2 separate regions of the Rattus norvegicus genome follow, and region 1 is linked to region 2. Evidence: chromatin contacts called from public Hi-C data. All regions are on one chromosome and are shown on one strand. Each heading gives the region's core, a stretch centred on a gene start, on an enhancer-like site or on the middle of the called end of the contact. The rest is flanking DNA. Distances are from core to core; before and after follow the strand shown.

Evidence for each region. A called contact is a pair of places that touch in the nucleus more often than the background predicts.
Region 1: a Hi-C map of frontal cortex shows a contact between it and region 2, with 2.5 times the contacts expected there. The contact joins two enhancer-like sites. A contact is called at or near these places in 4 of 12 Hi-C or Micro-C datasets (frontal cortex, hepatocytes and liver).

What each region holds. Positions count from the first base shown.
Region 1 is chr4:170,302,864-170,307,374 of GRCr8, reverse strand. It overlaps a transcript of Grin2b not described here. Among named protein-coding and RNA genes, the nearest start is that of Emp1, 360 kb to the right of the region's middle. Within about 2 kb of position 3,169, at least 4 of the 93 cell types and tissues checked have an H3K27ac peak or open chromatin away from gene starts, as enhancers often do.
Region 2 is chr4:170,021,765-170,026,292 of GRCr8, reverse strand. No RefSeq gene overlaps it. Among named protein-coding and RNA genes, the nearest start is that of Emp1, 80 kb to the right of the region's middle. Within about 2 kb of position 2,467, at least 11 of the 93 cell types and tissues checked have an H3K27ac peak or open chromatin away from gene starts, as enhancers often do.

The DNA of each region.
Region 1 (4,511 bases), core at 1,920-4,419, 280 kb before region 2:
ACCGCTAAGCCAATGCCTCCTAAGTAGGTTGTGAAGGGTCAATCACGCTGTGAATAGTGAAGTTACTGGGCAAATATGATACCAATGTAATACCATTCTGTCTAGCAATGCCTTGGCTTTGGCTTGCCCTGTTCTGGTGCTCCATAATTGATACTCTTGGATAATCTTGTTCCCTTGGTGCACCGTAATGTTTGCTTGGTTCACGAGTCACATTGGTTAGCAAGTCTGAGAAAGACATGCAGAAATGACCTTTGCAAGTGAAAGTAACCATTTGTCACCACAAAATATTATCGATCGAATACCTAATAATCATCAGCATTGTCTTAAATATTCCCCATGTCCTCTCATTTGCAACCTGTATAATGCTGAGGAAATTCCTCGTCACCTTCTCTTGTTTACATAGATGAAAAGCAAGATATGCTTAGATGACCGGTGGTCTAAAGTGTAAGGCTGCCCAACCAGCAGAGATGTGTCTTGCCCCAGACCTTCCTGGATAGGGTCCCATTGCAGTGATCTCAACATTTTTTTGGCAGCCTTAGTTCTTGGTGTTCTTTAGTGTCAGTCACTGATTATGGCTGGGTGCTAGAGTTACTTGAGATTTTGAAAGGACAAAAGCTACATATTCAGTATTTTGTGAAATTCACCAGGTGATTCTGACATGGGGTCATGACTGGTCATGAATGGTGTTGTTTATTGCCAAACAGAATTAGAACCAGAGAGTAAGCAAAAGACTAGTATAAAATCCTACATCCTGATCCACAGGCAGACAGAGAGCTTGGATTTGGTGTGGGCTTTTGAAACCTCAAAACCTCAAAGTCACACCCCCTCCAACAAGGCCACACCTCCCCCAACAAGGCCACACCTCCTAATCCCTCTAATCCTTCTCAAATAGTTCCACTCCCTGATGACTAAGCATTCAAATATATGAGCCTATTGGGGCCATTCTTATCTAGACCACCACATCTGGCCACACCAGAGTGTAGAATGTCAGCACAGGTTGCAGCTGTCCTGACACACTAACTGTTTTCTTCCAGCCTTTCTGGGAACAAATGCCTTATAAACAACATTCTAAGCAAAAATTCCCTGTTCAAGTGACAGCTGTGGCCCGAGTCCTCATGGGTAAACACTAGATTACCAGAAAAAGAAAATCCTCTCAACTTCAAACATTCTTCACAACTCTGGCATCAAAGCAAAATGTGAGGATGGAGAAATAGCTTTGTCCAGTCCCCTTCTTTCAACCAACAACATAATTTTTTTCCAAAATACACACCTCATGGGTACAATAGGAGCAACAGCATTCACATATCGATTCATGATTTAAGAAAAAGCTTGGTGAGCTTCAGGCTTCTTTGTTCTGTGACAGCTAACACTAGATCTGTTCTGTCATCCCAGCAGGTGAGCTAGGGTAAATTAATTTGCAAGCTGCATATAATGAGAAGACATCACTCCCTACCGACTTTACATAGATGATTGTATTTATGTAAGATTATGACACAATACACAATATACAGGGCCTAACTTAATTTCTATATTACTTATTTAATAATGATTCATGTAAAGAGATTCTTACATGTTTGTCCTCATAGATGTGGTAAGTAAAGGAGAGATGTTAGGGAACTACTGCAATGGTAGAGTGCTTGCCTCACCTCTATGAGGACCTGGATTCTTATCTCCAGCACAATAAAAGCAAATAAATAAATAAATAAATAAATAAATAAATAAATAAATAAAAGGTTGGTTTTGTTTTTTGAGACAGTCACATTAAGGATATTTTATTCTGTTTGTCTCTCATTTTTCTTGGAATAAACACTGCCAAATATTTATTGAGGAAGCCTCCTCCGAGTTAACAGTGATCACAAAATCTTGCTGCAGTCTATAGAAATGATCTTTGGGAAGATTCGGGGGCTAGAGTTTCTATCTAGAATAATTTCTTATTTCTTCATTCATTTATTCGAGTATCCATTGTCTACTGTGCACTCTGCATTATTATGTTAGAGGTTAAATAGTAGTTTGCAAAACGCAGAAAACTCTAGCCTCTGAGAAGGATTCATGGTTAGACCTCCTTGGAGATGTGACTCCAGGCAAATCTGCAGATTGGCTTTTAGGTGGGAGGTCGAACACCATGTCCCAAAGCTGCCCCACAGATCCCATTTGGATGACCCCACTTCCATCCCCCACATTCATTTGGGTGACCCTTGCCCCACTCACTTGATACCAGCTCCAGTGTAACAGCCGCTGAAGCTATCAGGCACATTGACTACCATCTGAGAAGGAGCTTTCTTCTACAGACATAAATCATGAAGCCTGTGAAAGCCATCCCTGAGCTGCAGTGAGAACTAGATACTGTCGTCAATAACCGTGTACTGTCTAGAGCACCAAGGACTTGGCATTCACAGGCAGAGTGATGGAGAACAGTAGGCAACTTAGAAACAGAAATGGCTCCTGAGAACTTCTCTGTGAGTCTCACAGCATACCCGACAGGTAGGTAGGCAGCTCGTGTCACCAAGTGACAGACAGAACTGGCGTTGGGTGTTGGGTGACTTTTCCATGATCATTCAGAAAAGGAGAAGTAGATCGCAGATTTTCCAAGTCCAGTGCTTTAGCTTTTCTGCCGCGCTCCCTTCCTGATCAACTTGCATAAAACTGCAAGAATTTACAGAAGGAAAATGTGGTGTAGGGTGGTGAGAAGAACAGGGCAGAAGTTAAAGTAAGGAACATCTACAAACCTCTCCCCCTACGAATTGGACGCCGTCGTTATCACAAAACTTTTACATGAAGAAAAATGCCTGCAAGACCGTTTCTCAGCACTTGCCAGTGAGAAATGAATGGTCCAAACCCACAAAAACATTTTTTCCTCCTTTTCTTATGAGATTTTTTTTGTCACAGCAACAAGGAAGTACAGATGTTTTCCCACAGATAGGAAGGTGAACCAGATTCTCGGCTGAAGCACTTCCTGGCCACTAATGACCATCCGGGATCTAAATGATCTTGCTCTCTGTCTGTATCCTCTTCTCTCTGTAGAATGTAATAAGAACACCTCACACATTATTTTGCAACTTATGCAACTTCTCTGCAAGCAAGACAAAATAACCCATGATGGACAGAGACCTCGTGCCTTCCTGGTACACATCACCTTCCGCAAGGCCAGTTGCAGCCTCAGGGATGCTCTCCTGACTGAGCAGTACTTGAATACTAATTAAATATCAGAGATTCTGGATAGCCCAGGCACAGTGATCTTGCCCAGGATGTCCCTCCTGAGGCTGTAGCCCTTATGGCCTTTCCTTTTGAAGCTGGCCATCAGGAAATTATGTTTCAATAGAAAGATAGCAGACATGATGAAAGGTACCAAGTCACAGGGTGGTGGTGGTGTGTGTGGGTTCCTTCTTGGGAGTTTACAAAAAGGATGGGCTGCATCAATACAGACTGTTAGGAGAACAAACAGAAGGGAAGGCAGGATTAAACTGAATAGAAACACAGGCGGATCCTTCCTATGGCTCAGTAACAAAATAAAACGCGGCAAAAATAGAAACTCAAATCTTCCTCTTCTCTCCCACATGAAGCTCACTGTCACACACGGATCCAGCCTCTGTTTTTAGTTCAAACCTTTCTCTTCTCTCTTAGCTTTCCTCTGGAACCTGCTTTAGGCTGAACGCCATCCACCTTGGGATAAGAAGCTGCAGAACAGAACCGAAGATGACAGAAGCGCAGACACCAGGCCCTGGAGGCTATGATGCCTTGTAGTGCAGCCTACCACAACTGACAGTCTCCAAGGAGACCAACTCGGCTCTCGCCCCTGAATTCAGGATCCTTGGGGTGTAGGATCCTGAACACTGAGAGCCCTGTGTGTCCTGTAATTTGGGTCTGAACAAACTGGTGCTTGAGAACCAATGACAGGCATCTTTCATATAGCACTTTTTATGCCAGGCAGGTGGGACCCTATTTTTGTCTAAACTAACTTTTTCCAGCACCCTCCTGGTTAGATTAGAACCCTGCTTTCCAGAGTCAGAGTCATGAAGTGTTTGCAGTTCTTGGCCCATCTCCAAAGCAAAAAGCTTTCTGGTCTTGCATCCCAAGGAGACGCCACAGGCCCACTCTACCAGGCGCGTCCTATCCCACTGATAGCCACATTCACACGGCGCCTGTCTCCATGGGTGTCCGGCAAACAATAATAATTCTTTGTTCTTTCCCCAGTAATCTCAAGTCAATAGGCCCAGCACAGAGACATAGCCTTTGTAATTTAGGTGCCACAGGTAGCTTCATGTTTGGAAGGCAGAGAAAAGAAAATTAATATCCTTGCCTTGCTCCAGCCCCTGCAGTGTCCCGGTGCCCTGGAGCGCCACAGCCTGTGTCTCTCAAACCCATTTAGGGCTCATTTTCCTCCTCTCCCAAATGTAGCTCTTTCCCAGGTGGAGTCTGGCAGGGGCGAACCATCTACACGGGAACACCACAAAGTTGAAGAGGGCCAGCCGAGAGAGGTGAGGGTGTGAACAAAGAACCGGAAAGCAGGGGAC
Region 2 (4,528 bases), core at 1,218-3,717:
TTTAGATGAACGTCTTTCACCTTGGCGTTAGGTTCTTCTGGTGCTCAAGGCTCTCTCAAAGGAGCTGCCACCAGCGCGGAAATCCCCAGAGACACAACTCCCAAGTCTGTAGTCATAGGAGCATAGCATAACCAAGGGAGACATAATGGACAAGTAAACACTTTCAGGGTGGCTTTTCCCAGGGAGACACAAACAAATGTCTTTTGACCCAAGGTAGGGTACCAACAGTAGACCAAAGGAATGGTCACAGCCACGTCCTTGTAAAACAATGTGTTTATTTCAAGAGCATGGCTGACTGGGCACTTGCTGAAGTATGTGAGTCCAAGGGTTAATGCACGATTATCATGGAGGGAAGCAGATGCCCATGACACTAAGCAGTAGCTGAGAGTTTTACATCCTGATGCATGGGCAGCAAGTAGTAAAAGAGACCTCAGAGCCCACCCCAGAGACACACCTTCTCTGACAAGGCCACCTCGGTTCCAATAAAGCCTCACCTCCTAATCTTTCCCAAACATGTCCACTTCCTGATGACTAAGCATTCCACATATAAGTGCCTATGGGGATGGTTCTCGTTGAAACCACCACAAGGTGATAGCTAGTGTGGTTCTGAATGAAAGTGCGGGTTGTCTGCCAAGACCAGCCTCTGGTAGTGTAGGAAATCAGAGGTGGAAAAACAGATTCAGAACAAAACCCTGACCCACAGGATCAAGAACGGGCCTGGGCGCTCTGAGGCAGTGGGCGGCACCTTCCCTCTAAGTCAACAGAGCCAATAGAGTGATATACCACAGGATATATCTCAGGACAGAGTAAGGAATATTCAAATGGCCTCACTGCTCGAAAGTCTTCTGGGGCACAGAACTGTCTTGTCCCAGAATCCTAATGCGTATCTCATGGAGAGACACCCCCTCTGAGAGTCTAATCTGCCACTAAGTTACCAGAAGCAAGCAGGAGATGAGAACACCGGTCCCCTCTCCTGATTCTCATCCATCCGTCCATTTGCTCACTCTTTTAAATCATCTATCCATCCATTTATATAGTCTTTCATTCACATGTTAGTGGAGGCCAGAGACTGGCAGACTGTCTTCTCATACTGCTCCCTCCCTACCTTGTGTTTTGAAATGGTCTCTCATTGAATCTGGAGTTCTCTGGTACATCTAGCCTGGCCGGACAGCAAGTCCCTGTCTGTCTCCCTAGCACTGGGACTACAGGTGCATAGTAGCACATCTGGCTTTATATGTGACCACTGGGGATGTGAACTCGGGTCCTCCTCATGCTTGCAAAGCAAGCACTTTACCGACTGAACTGTAGTCCTTGTCCCCGTCATCCCAGTCCCCATTAGTAGCACCATTTTATTTAGCAACTACTATGCACTTGGCATGGAGTCTTTGCTACCAAGAGAGCAAGATAATTGTGATTTCTTTTTCTTCTCCCACAGGCAAGATTCTGTTATATATGACTCAGTTGTCAGGAATCTCCTCTACTGTCCTATCCTTTGATGGTCCATAGTTCCTTTGGACACTATGAGAAATGCAGACGCAGGGCCCAGATGTCACAGAGTCCACTACTACAAACTTTTAGACTTTCCATATCCACTTACCTACTTTCTGAAGCCTTGAATGAGAACAGGACACAACAACATACTTTCTCTATAGAATTGGGGACAGATATAACCAGCTTCACCTTAGACCTCTGGAGACTGACATATGAGCTGGTTCCAATGCTACCTCACACCAAGTGCCCACCCTGGGATATTTACTTAGAACATTCCTATATCCCATTTCTCTGCCTTCTGCCCCTCCCTCCCACCCCTGCCTCTGTGGGATTTTCATCAATCTTCTGTTCTCTTTACAGTATTTTCTGAATTATTATTATATGTGTTAATGGTGGCAGAACGCTGTACAATTATCCCCCAATTCATCAGGCTCCTTAACAGGCAAATGCCTTTTTCCCCCAATAAGTTTCACTGGCTGAGGCACCGATCTCGTCCTTGTTGCTACGGAAACCAGAACATTTCTCTGTTTTAATGGTATGTTGAAAGTACTGCGTGTGTACGTGTACACGTATGGTGCCTGCTGGCTTTCTCCACCCTTTCTGCCTTCCCTACCTCCATTGACCTGCCTGGCACTGTCCCGGTATCACATGCTTCCTAATGCCCCCCCCCATCCACAGCCCTGCTTGTCCCTTCGATGCCTCGCACCCTGCCTCCACCTCCCCCACCCTTCCATCTGGTGCTCTCAGCTGCTTGAAAAGAAACACCAGTTGGCTTTGCATGAAATTGAAGAGGGAGAGGGAAATAGAAGGTAATTGCAGAGACAAAAAGGCTTTGACCAGCCAGGTGTTTTCTGCTGGAAGGCCTGTGGCTTCAGCTGGCCACCTTCCTGGAGCAGGGACAACTCAGAGAGGGACAAGAGTAGAGAGTGGGGAGCTCAATGCAGGAGTAAAAGGACAAGGTCTCATATCTGGACAGCACCATCTGCTGCTACTGCTCTTGGGCACTAAGGAAGGCACCTCCCTCCAACTGTTTGTGTTTGGCTCGGAGTTAGGGGGACCATTGGTGGTGGAGAGGGCTCTGTTGAAACTTATTTGTTTATGCATTTATTCAACAAGCACTTCCTGAATGTTCAGTCCACGACAAGTGCTATTCTAAGCACCGAGGGGACACGGACACGGCCCCTGTCTTCAAGATGCATGACCTACTCCAAGTGTCACACAGCCTCTTACCCTCTCTGTGCTATCTTGGTGATTATAGTTTTAGAGACATATAGTCCATTATCATCATGGCAGGAAGCAAGTCACTGAAACAGTGGCTAAGAACTGTATCCTGATCTACAGGCAGTAGGCAGAGAGAAAGCCTGGAAACTTTAAAAGCCCACCACCTCTAGTGACACACTTTCTCCAACAAGGCCATACCTCCCAATTCTTCTAATCCTCCTCATATAGTGTCACTCTCTGATTCAAATATATATGCCTACAAGGAACATTCTTATTCAGACTATCACATTCTACTCTCTGGCTTCCATAGACTTACAGCTGTATCATAATGCAAAGCGTATTTAGTCAAGCTTCCGAAGTCCCCATAGTATTTCATAGTCCCAAATACAAAATCTCTTCTCAGACTCATGGCATTCTCTTAACTCTAACCCCCCTATAAAACAAAAAATAAAGAGCAGATCTCATACTTTCAACATTCCTTGGCACAGAATGCACATTACTATTCCAAAGGGGAGGAAATGAAGCACAATGAGTGTGCTGGGCAGTTTTATGTCAACTTGACACAAGCTAAAGTCACTTGAGAGGAGGAAACCTCAATTAAGAAAATGCCTCTATAAGATTGTGTTGCAGGCAGGTCCGTAAGAGTTTTTCTTTATTACTGATTGTGGGTAATGACATACCTAGGCTGGTGGTCACGGGTTCTATAAGAAAGCAGACTGAACAAGCCACAAGGACCAACCAGTAAGCAGCACCCATCCACAGTCTCTGCATCAGCTTCTGCCTCAAGGTTCCTGCCCAGCATGAGTTCCTGTCCTGACTTCCTTTGATGATGAACAGCTATATGGAAGTATAAGCCAAATAAACCCCTTTCTCCCCACATTGCTTTGGTCATAGTGTTTTGTCACAGCAATCAGAACCTTGACTACAAGAGTCAGAAAATACTGGACCAACAAAAGACAAAAACCATCAGGGCAAACACTAAACTTGCATCTCCATGTCTGATGTCAAAGCACTCATCCAGTCACCTACTCCTTTCAGCCTTGCTGACAGTGACACACTTCTTTTTCATGGGTTGATTCCAGGGACAGTAGCTCTCCTTGGCAGGTATCCCATGGCTCTGGCATCTCCAACATCTTGGGGTCTCAAGCAAAAACATGGCTCTACTTTCAAAGTTTCATGTAATGACCTCACCCTTTCTGATTTTCCATGCATAGCTACCCCTAATGCATGCCTGGCCTCAGTGGCTTTCCTTAGCCTGTGGGTCTATCCTTGATGCTAAAACCAGATCCATGTGGCTGAAGCTGCCATGTTCATCAGTGTTCTGTTGCCGAGTGTTTTCTTCACTCTTTAAGCTTTTCTTTAAATTCATTTTCACAAGTTGGCAACTTAACTAGATTGAGTCTTGCCCTGAGGTCACCTCTCCTTTTATTCCATTTAGTATTGAATAGTCTTTTCCTTATACTTTTTAACTCTTTGAGCACTGGATTTATCTCCATTAAATTTCCTGGTGCCCTTTTCTCCTCAAACTGTACATTTTGCATTTTTCTTTGTTCAACTTGGTCCTTTTCATTATAGATCTATGTAAGAGTGACCACTAATAATCACACAGCAGAGTCAATACTAGGCTGTCTTGAAATCTCCTCTGACAATGCCAAAGACACTTCAATCTGCCTTGAGCAGATTGTTTGTTTGGACAAGGGCAGAAAACAACACAGTCTTAAATTACCACAAGAATGGTCTCTAGGCCACCTAAAATTCTTCTCCTTTGAGAAGTGTGTCTCCTTTAAGCCAGTGTGTCATAATCTATGTTGCTCTC